Regions from separate parts of the Danio rerio genome. Here region 1 is linked to region 2. A link is a contact called in public Hi-C data. All regions are on one chromosome and are shown on one strand. Each heading gives the region's core, a stretch centred on a gene start, on an enhancer-like site or on the middle of the called end of the contact. The rest is flanking DNA. Distances are from core to core; before and after follow the strand shown.

Region 1 (3,235 bases), core at 512-3,011, 160 kb after region 2:
CCAAATTACTGTAGAGTATAGGTACTATATTTAAAACATTCTATGTGGACATTAAATATAGTATGAAATTTTAAATTTACTATCTACCATTTTTGGGTCTTGGCCTTCATTCAGGTTCTTCTTGCCTGCAGTTTTAGGATCACTATGACTTCATTGAACATACTGATCGGCTCATATACTGCCCTACTGCATATTCAGATGCTGAGATGCAGTGCATATTTTGTAATACAGATTTTCTTTCTTTTTTTTTTACCAGTGAACTTGATTTAGATAAACGTCTAAGTACACATTTATATACTACAGATGATAAATTGATAAAAACAGATTTACATTAAAGACTTTTGTGCAACCACGATTTTGCAGAATTGCAAGTCAATATTACTTCTGTAATGTAAACTCAAATTCAACATTATAGGACCTGTGGCCACATTAACTTTAAACACAGCTCATGAACTGAAGGAAGTCTGAATTTTGCAAAAAGCAAACAAACAAACAAACAAACAAAAAAACAAGTCTAACAAACAAAATACTCTGTTTTCTCATATCAAAACAAAGATGTAAACTCATTTGATAAGTCGTTTATCATCTTCATTATACCACTTGCCTCGGATCGGGGGAGCTTGCTCGCTTTCTGGCCACTGCCTGGAGCCAACTGTAACGTTCCAGAATCATCTTCATATCTGCTCCTTTTCATACCTGAGGGGTGAGATAGAGGTAAAGTTGGTTTTATATTCACACATTTGTTTACCAAGATAACTTTGAATATTAGATTGGAATTAGCATGCAAGTATGACTTAAAATCAACATTACCACTGTTTATTTGACTGTGAACAACGTTGTACTTTAAAAATCATTGGCTGTTAATATGATTTCGCTATTTAGAGTTTGCAAATAATAATTTTATGAAATTATATTATTAAGGGGAAAGTCTGAGATGCAAATCTCGCTTTATTTCTTTGATCAGGAGTTACATATTAATAGATAACGTTAACAAATTAGATATACCTCGTAAAATTGTAAATGCAACCATCAGCGATTTGTTTCATATGAATGGAATTCACATATAGAATAACAGACATTTTACTTATCTTTACTAATAACTTTTAAACACTGTTCTTACAGCTCACCGGCTTCCCATGGTTGAACATGAATAAAGAGCTCCGACTATAACCCGGAAGTGATTAACGGGATATGGCAGAAGTACATCTAGTCAAAAGCTCTACCTACATTTGTTGCTACATGAATGCTAAATCTTTTGCTCCGAGACGCAAAACGTTAACAGTTACTAAATTTAGCGATGACAACAACACGCTAGCGTACGGTTACTACTGACAACCGCAGCTAACGCTGATGCTAAGATTTACTTTGCTATTCTGGTTCAGAGAAAAAGACGCAAAGTCCGACCGTGGCAAAATTCAAATGCTCAGTAAATAAGCTGACTGTAATAAACAAAACTTTCTATTTGCCAACACGTGCATTAGCAGCGCGTTTTGGGAAAGCATGGTTTTAGCGCTCGCCATAAAACGAGCGTGACAAACTCCAAAAGAAGCCCGCGAATACCGCGTGCATTGTCCTGCCAAAACAATCTCAAAAATAACCCACCTTGCAAATCTCTAACTTAAACAGTAGGTAAATAGCTTAGTGTGTGTTGACACAGCGGGGATTTCATCCGATATTGGGCTTCCTTAATAAAATAAGTCCTTCCACGAGAGGTCCTGGGGTAAGCGGCAACTGCTTCATAAATGATGAGTCGTTCATCTGAGTCGAATCTTTTCAATGAATTGTTGGAATCGGTTCTTGCAGGAATGGTTCGAGCGGCTTGACGAGTCAACAGTTCTCAGATTGAACAGCCTATTTGACATGTTTAGTTCGTGATTTACTGTACTAGTCTATTGATCCAGTAGAAGGGAGTGTTTGAGTGTAATTGATCAATTATCTGGTGCAGTGAACGTTACATTTTCAAATAAAAAAATAAATGTATTTCTAAATTATGTTTTCATTAGAATTTACTGTCAAGTAATGGATACAGGACATCCTTTTAATGTCAGATGGAATAGGCAACTATTTACAAAGGTTAAATACGCTTTAACACAGTATATCAATGTGAACACCCAGAAATGTATCCTGGCTGAAATTTACTTAGTCGGTCATCTGAACCGATTCTTTGAAACAAACTCAAATGATCGCTGACCCTCAATCACCACCAATATATGGTCAGACTGGGAGCTGATCGGCTCAGTGCTCCCGCAATCCTTGTTTTTATCAGTTTTGCTTCCCTGTTTGTTTATTTATTAGGTATTTCACCCCTCACACTATTGAGTTTAGTGTAGTGAAAAATGAACACATTAGCCCCTCGAGGATAAAGCGCCACCCTGCGGTTGGAGATGTTGGATGCGGACCTGTGCAGTGCAATCTGAGCTGCATCCAGTGCTTTTTAATGAGTTCACCTAACCCCACCTCTAACCCTACCCCTCACAGTGACATCACTTGCACTATTAAGGGCATTGTCTGACATTGCATCACCGAGATATGCAGTCTCAGCTTGCATCATAAAGGCTGCATCCATTGGAGAAATTACATAAATTAAGCATCCATTGTACAGCTCAGGTATATAATGAAGTGTTTCCCTTTCTAAAAATACCCAGTTTACCGCATCTGTGATTGAGATATAAAATGTTATGGCCCAGGAGCACCCTAGGGTCCAACCGGCATTAGCATTTCCCACACATGCTTTCAGAGGGATGCTGCAAATTATTATGCTGCTATACCACTGTGCAGCAAAGTATAATATTTCTTTTTAATGGTTGTGTGTTGTTGGACACCCTACAGAAGGGTATTTTATGCTAATGGTACAAGCAGGGCTATACTAATGCTGAGGTGGGCTGCTGCTTAGCAGCGATGCCTAAAAGAACCATTTATAGTTTTTCAAATAACCTTTCAGTCATCTGTTCTTAAAAGGACAAATTATTTGGTCTCAAAAACAAGATAATTAGAATAATTAAAAAAAAGATTAGCATGGTATTTAAATCAAGAATCTTTTTGTGGAATGGAAAGAAGGGTCTTTGTGGATTTGAACAGGTTTTTCAACAACAAAACATGTTTTACGTTTGATTTCCCTCAGTATTGAATATTTGGTTGCACTCTGGCATTTAGACTATCATAGATATTTCTTTGATAAAGGCATTGCTGTCTTTTGAGATTTGAGGGTTGTGTATATGTTTATGCAAGTTTAGAG
Region 2 (3,288 bases), core at 356-2,855:
TCACCTTCCAATCAGCATAAAAAAAACTAGTTAACTTACAACTGGCCCTTTTCTGTCCGAAATGAAACAAAATAATTGCTCAAGTTGCATGAAGACACAGGAAACATGGTTTTACAGAGTCACAGTGAGCTGTTAGCTCTTCCTGGAAGAGCTCTGCTCGATCACAATCGAACCCACAAATAAAAGCCCCCTTCTGCTTTCAGTACATGATCTGTCATTTAAAAAATGAGAGCTGCCCCAGCAAATGCATCTTACCTCATTGTAAAAAAAGTGAACGGTGTGGTTGTTCAGCTTCAAAGACAAAGTCTTCAAAAATGAGATATAGTACGCCATAATTTCTTCATCGGAGAAGTCAAATTTATGCACAATAATGGAATTAACATGATTATTAGACAGCAAGTAATCTGAAAAGGAAAATAATGCAATATTGAACATTCAGAACATTAACATAAAATCATAATGCATTAATCGTCCCCTCCCCCTTTCTGCAATTACTTACACAGAGAGGTCTCATGACTGATGTTCTCGAAAAGAATGTTGAGCGTTTGCAGAAGCTGGACACAAACATAGCGTCCAGATTTCTGTCGTAATATATTGAGGAAAAATGCAAACATATTCTTCTCCAAAAAGAAGCTATGAAGAAAGCATGATGCATTCAGTCACTTATAACATGATTTAGTTTTTTGGAATTTAAAAAAAATAACAACAGAAAGGCAAAACTCACTCAAACACTGAGCTGTCATTCTGATCACCCCAGATGAGAATCTCAGTAATGGAGCGAATAGTTTCCACGAGAAGATTTCTGTTGTGATCAGTCACTGTTGTGTTCTTTGTTAGGACATGGTACATATACCTAAATAAAATATGGTTTGCATGTCAAATGAAATGTCATATTATCACTACACCTTACATATTAACATATCTTTAAAAATTTTCATATTAGAAAGCAACATTAAATAATATGTTTAAAACTACAGTAATCTAACATAATATAGAATTACATAAACTAACTTAACGTTACTGTACAGTGGCCACTATTATTATGTCACAAAAATCTTACTAACGTTAAATAGCTCACTTGATTTTGACAAGTCCGCTGTTTTACACACACAAACGCGGGCTTGATTTAACCATTAAAATTAATTATGTCAGTAGAAATAATACGTTTCAATTTTCTAAACGTACCAATGACTTTCCACAGCAATGACTAACACTGGCTCAATAATACAGCTTTAACTCTACGAGCTAGCGAACTAGCTACAAATTACCCAAAACAACTTACTTCAAATGGTCCAAAGAATGAATGTTTTTAGACTTCCCCTGTCCTCCGACCCAGCTTCTTGACCGCCCAAACATTTTCGGTTGCTTTTATCTCGCAAACTCTATGTTTTCAGCCCAATTTGCTAAGCGTAGGAATCCATATCCGCCGCAGTGAAGGCCCCGGAATCCTCACATGAAAACATACCTGGCGACCTATCGCTCAAGACAGCCCAGCTCACGTTATCTTGGGATTTGTAGTTTATCTCAGTTCTGACTAGAACGCATTAACATCTCACCACCACATCGCCACGCACTCTATTTCCCAGAGTTCATTGCGCAGGCAACGGTTTTGGTGAAGTCATGAGAAAGCGCCGATTGTTTTTGTTTTTCACGCGTTATAAAGCTTCGCCGAGCATTCGGGTGATTTATATTTCTGAATGTTCAGCATTTTAACAAGGACTCGGGATATATGTGTCCTAATGTCAAAGAGCAGCACGTGGCCTTGGAACATTCAAGCATGCTTTCCTTCACTAACTTATGCGCTGTATAGTGGAAACATACGTGATTGTTGAACGGATTGCAGGAGGAATTCTGCTGAAAAGGGAGTTGCACCGCTACTTGACGAAGACGAATGGATACACACTTCATCACTACCTTGTTTCATATAAAGTGCGATTAAATGCCTTTAATGTGTCTGTTCTGCTCTTTGAAACTGAAGTCTATGTGGTGGAGTCTATGACAAACTCAGTTTACTTTCAGTTAGATTCAGTGGAATCGCTAATCGACGAGCTTCCATATATGTATTATCTCGGCCTGTTTTTTGTCAATGTCTTAATCCTCTACTATGCCTTTTTAATGGAGTACATAGTTCTTAATGTAGGGATAGTGTTCTTGCCAGAGGATATGGACCAGGCTCTCGTGGATTTGGGCGTTCTCTCTGACCCAGCATCTATTCCCTATGACACAGACACTGAACTGGATGTTTTTGAGGGATATCTGGAATAGACTAACGCTACTATGACTGGCAATCCCAGCCGAAGCTGCTTTGGGCAAGGTGTCATTTGGTTAAAGGAGAACCATTGTCAAAGGGAACTACATTTGGCATTAAAAGATGCTGCAGTGGTCAGTTAGTATAAAAATGAATGTCATGAATAAGTAAGTCATGTTAAAATATATATGTGATTCATACAAAGTCGGGAACAAATCTACATTAAGTGTCTTGTCCTTACAGGCTGTCCAGACTCGGAGAACTGACCTGCCATCATGCTACATGGAATATTTTACCTGGAACAGATAAGCTGAGCGGACCGTGTGCTTTTCCATGGAGCAGCCAGTCAGTGTTTCTTCAGAGCTCAAATTCAGGCACTAACCACTACTGTGGGTATTAATATTACATTAGCCTATTTATTTTTAGCTTGGCCTTCAGCACTCGGGCAGGATTCTGTGTCGATGTGACCCCGTAGACAGGCGCCCTTAAATGTGGTCTGCCTTGGCATGTTTTCTTTCCCTTTAATACCATTTAAATGAGCAATACGTCATGACACACACACAATCCGCCTGAATCAGTGTTTTATTTTCTATGAGACTCCTTTTGGAACCACATATTTGTGACGAAATGAATTATTTGGCTAAGGTTCATTTACCAGTTCAGTATATATTTAATAAATGATTACTTTGACTTTCCATGGTGTCATATTTGACTTTCAAATCTCTAGTGCCTAATTATAGAAAGTCACTGTGCTAGCTTTGCTTTTCTAAATGAAAACCTACACTGTTACCTACCTGTCTGTCTGATCATAATAACAGAAATATATCCATTCACATGATCTTTCATTTACACAAAAACTATTTACAGAAGAAAGTGTGAGTGGACAAAGTATTTATAATAGGCATGAAACTTAAGGATTTCTAACAGAAACCCATTAGGTTGAATAGGAGTTATACTCAATTAATTTGGAATAAAAGCAAACAAATAAATACACTACTTGACAAAAGTCTTTTCATTGTTCTCAGTTGTAAAAGCAACAA

What was found. A called contact is a pair of places that touch in the nucleus more often than the background predicts.
Region 1: a contact with region 2 is called in a Hi-C map of an unstated tissue, with 2.2 times the contacts expected there. The contact joins the promoter of atf7ip2 here to the promoter of dexi in region 2. A contact is called at or near these places in 3 of 18 Hi-C or Micro-C datasets (caudal fin, embryo and an unstated tissue) and 2 of 4 datasets of contacts at active chromatin or transcription factors (caudal fin and embryo).

What each region holds. Positions count from the first base shown.
Region 1 is chr3:25,805,248-25,808,482 of GRCz12tu, forward strand. It overlaps atf7ip2 (activating transcription factor 7 interacting protein 2), which reads right to left and starts at 1,762. Exons shown (of 12, transcript XR_012401000.1): 1 at 1,603-1,762; 2 at 605-696.
Region 2 is chr3:25,643,631-25,646,918 of GRCz12tu, forward strand. dexi (Dexi homolog (mouse)) reads left to right here and starts at 1,606. Exons shown (of 2, transcript NM_001003764.3): 1 at 1,606-2,415; 2 at 2,492-2,933. The coding sequence starts at 1,996. The coding sequence ends at 2,265. clec16a (C-type lectin domain containing 16A) reads right to left here and starts at 1,455. Exons shown (of 24, transcript XM_073944525.1): 1 at 1,283-1,455; 2 at 725-853; 3 at 500-633; 4 at 256-404.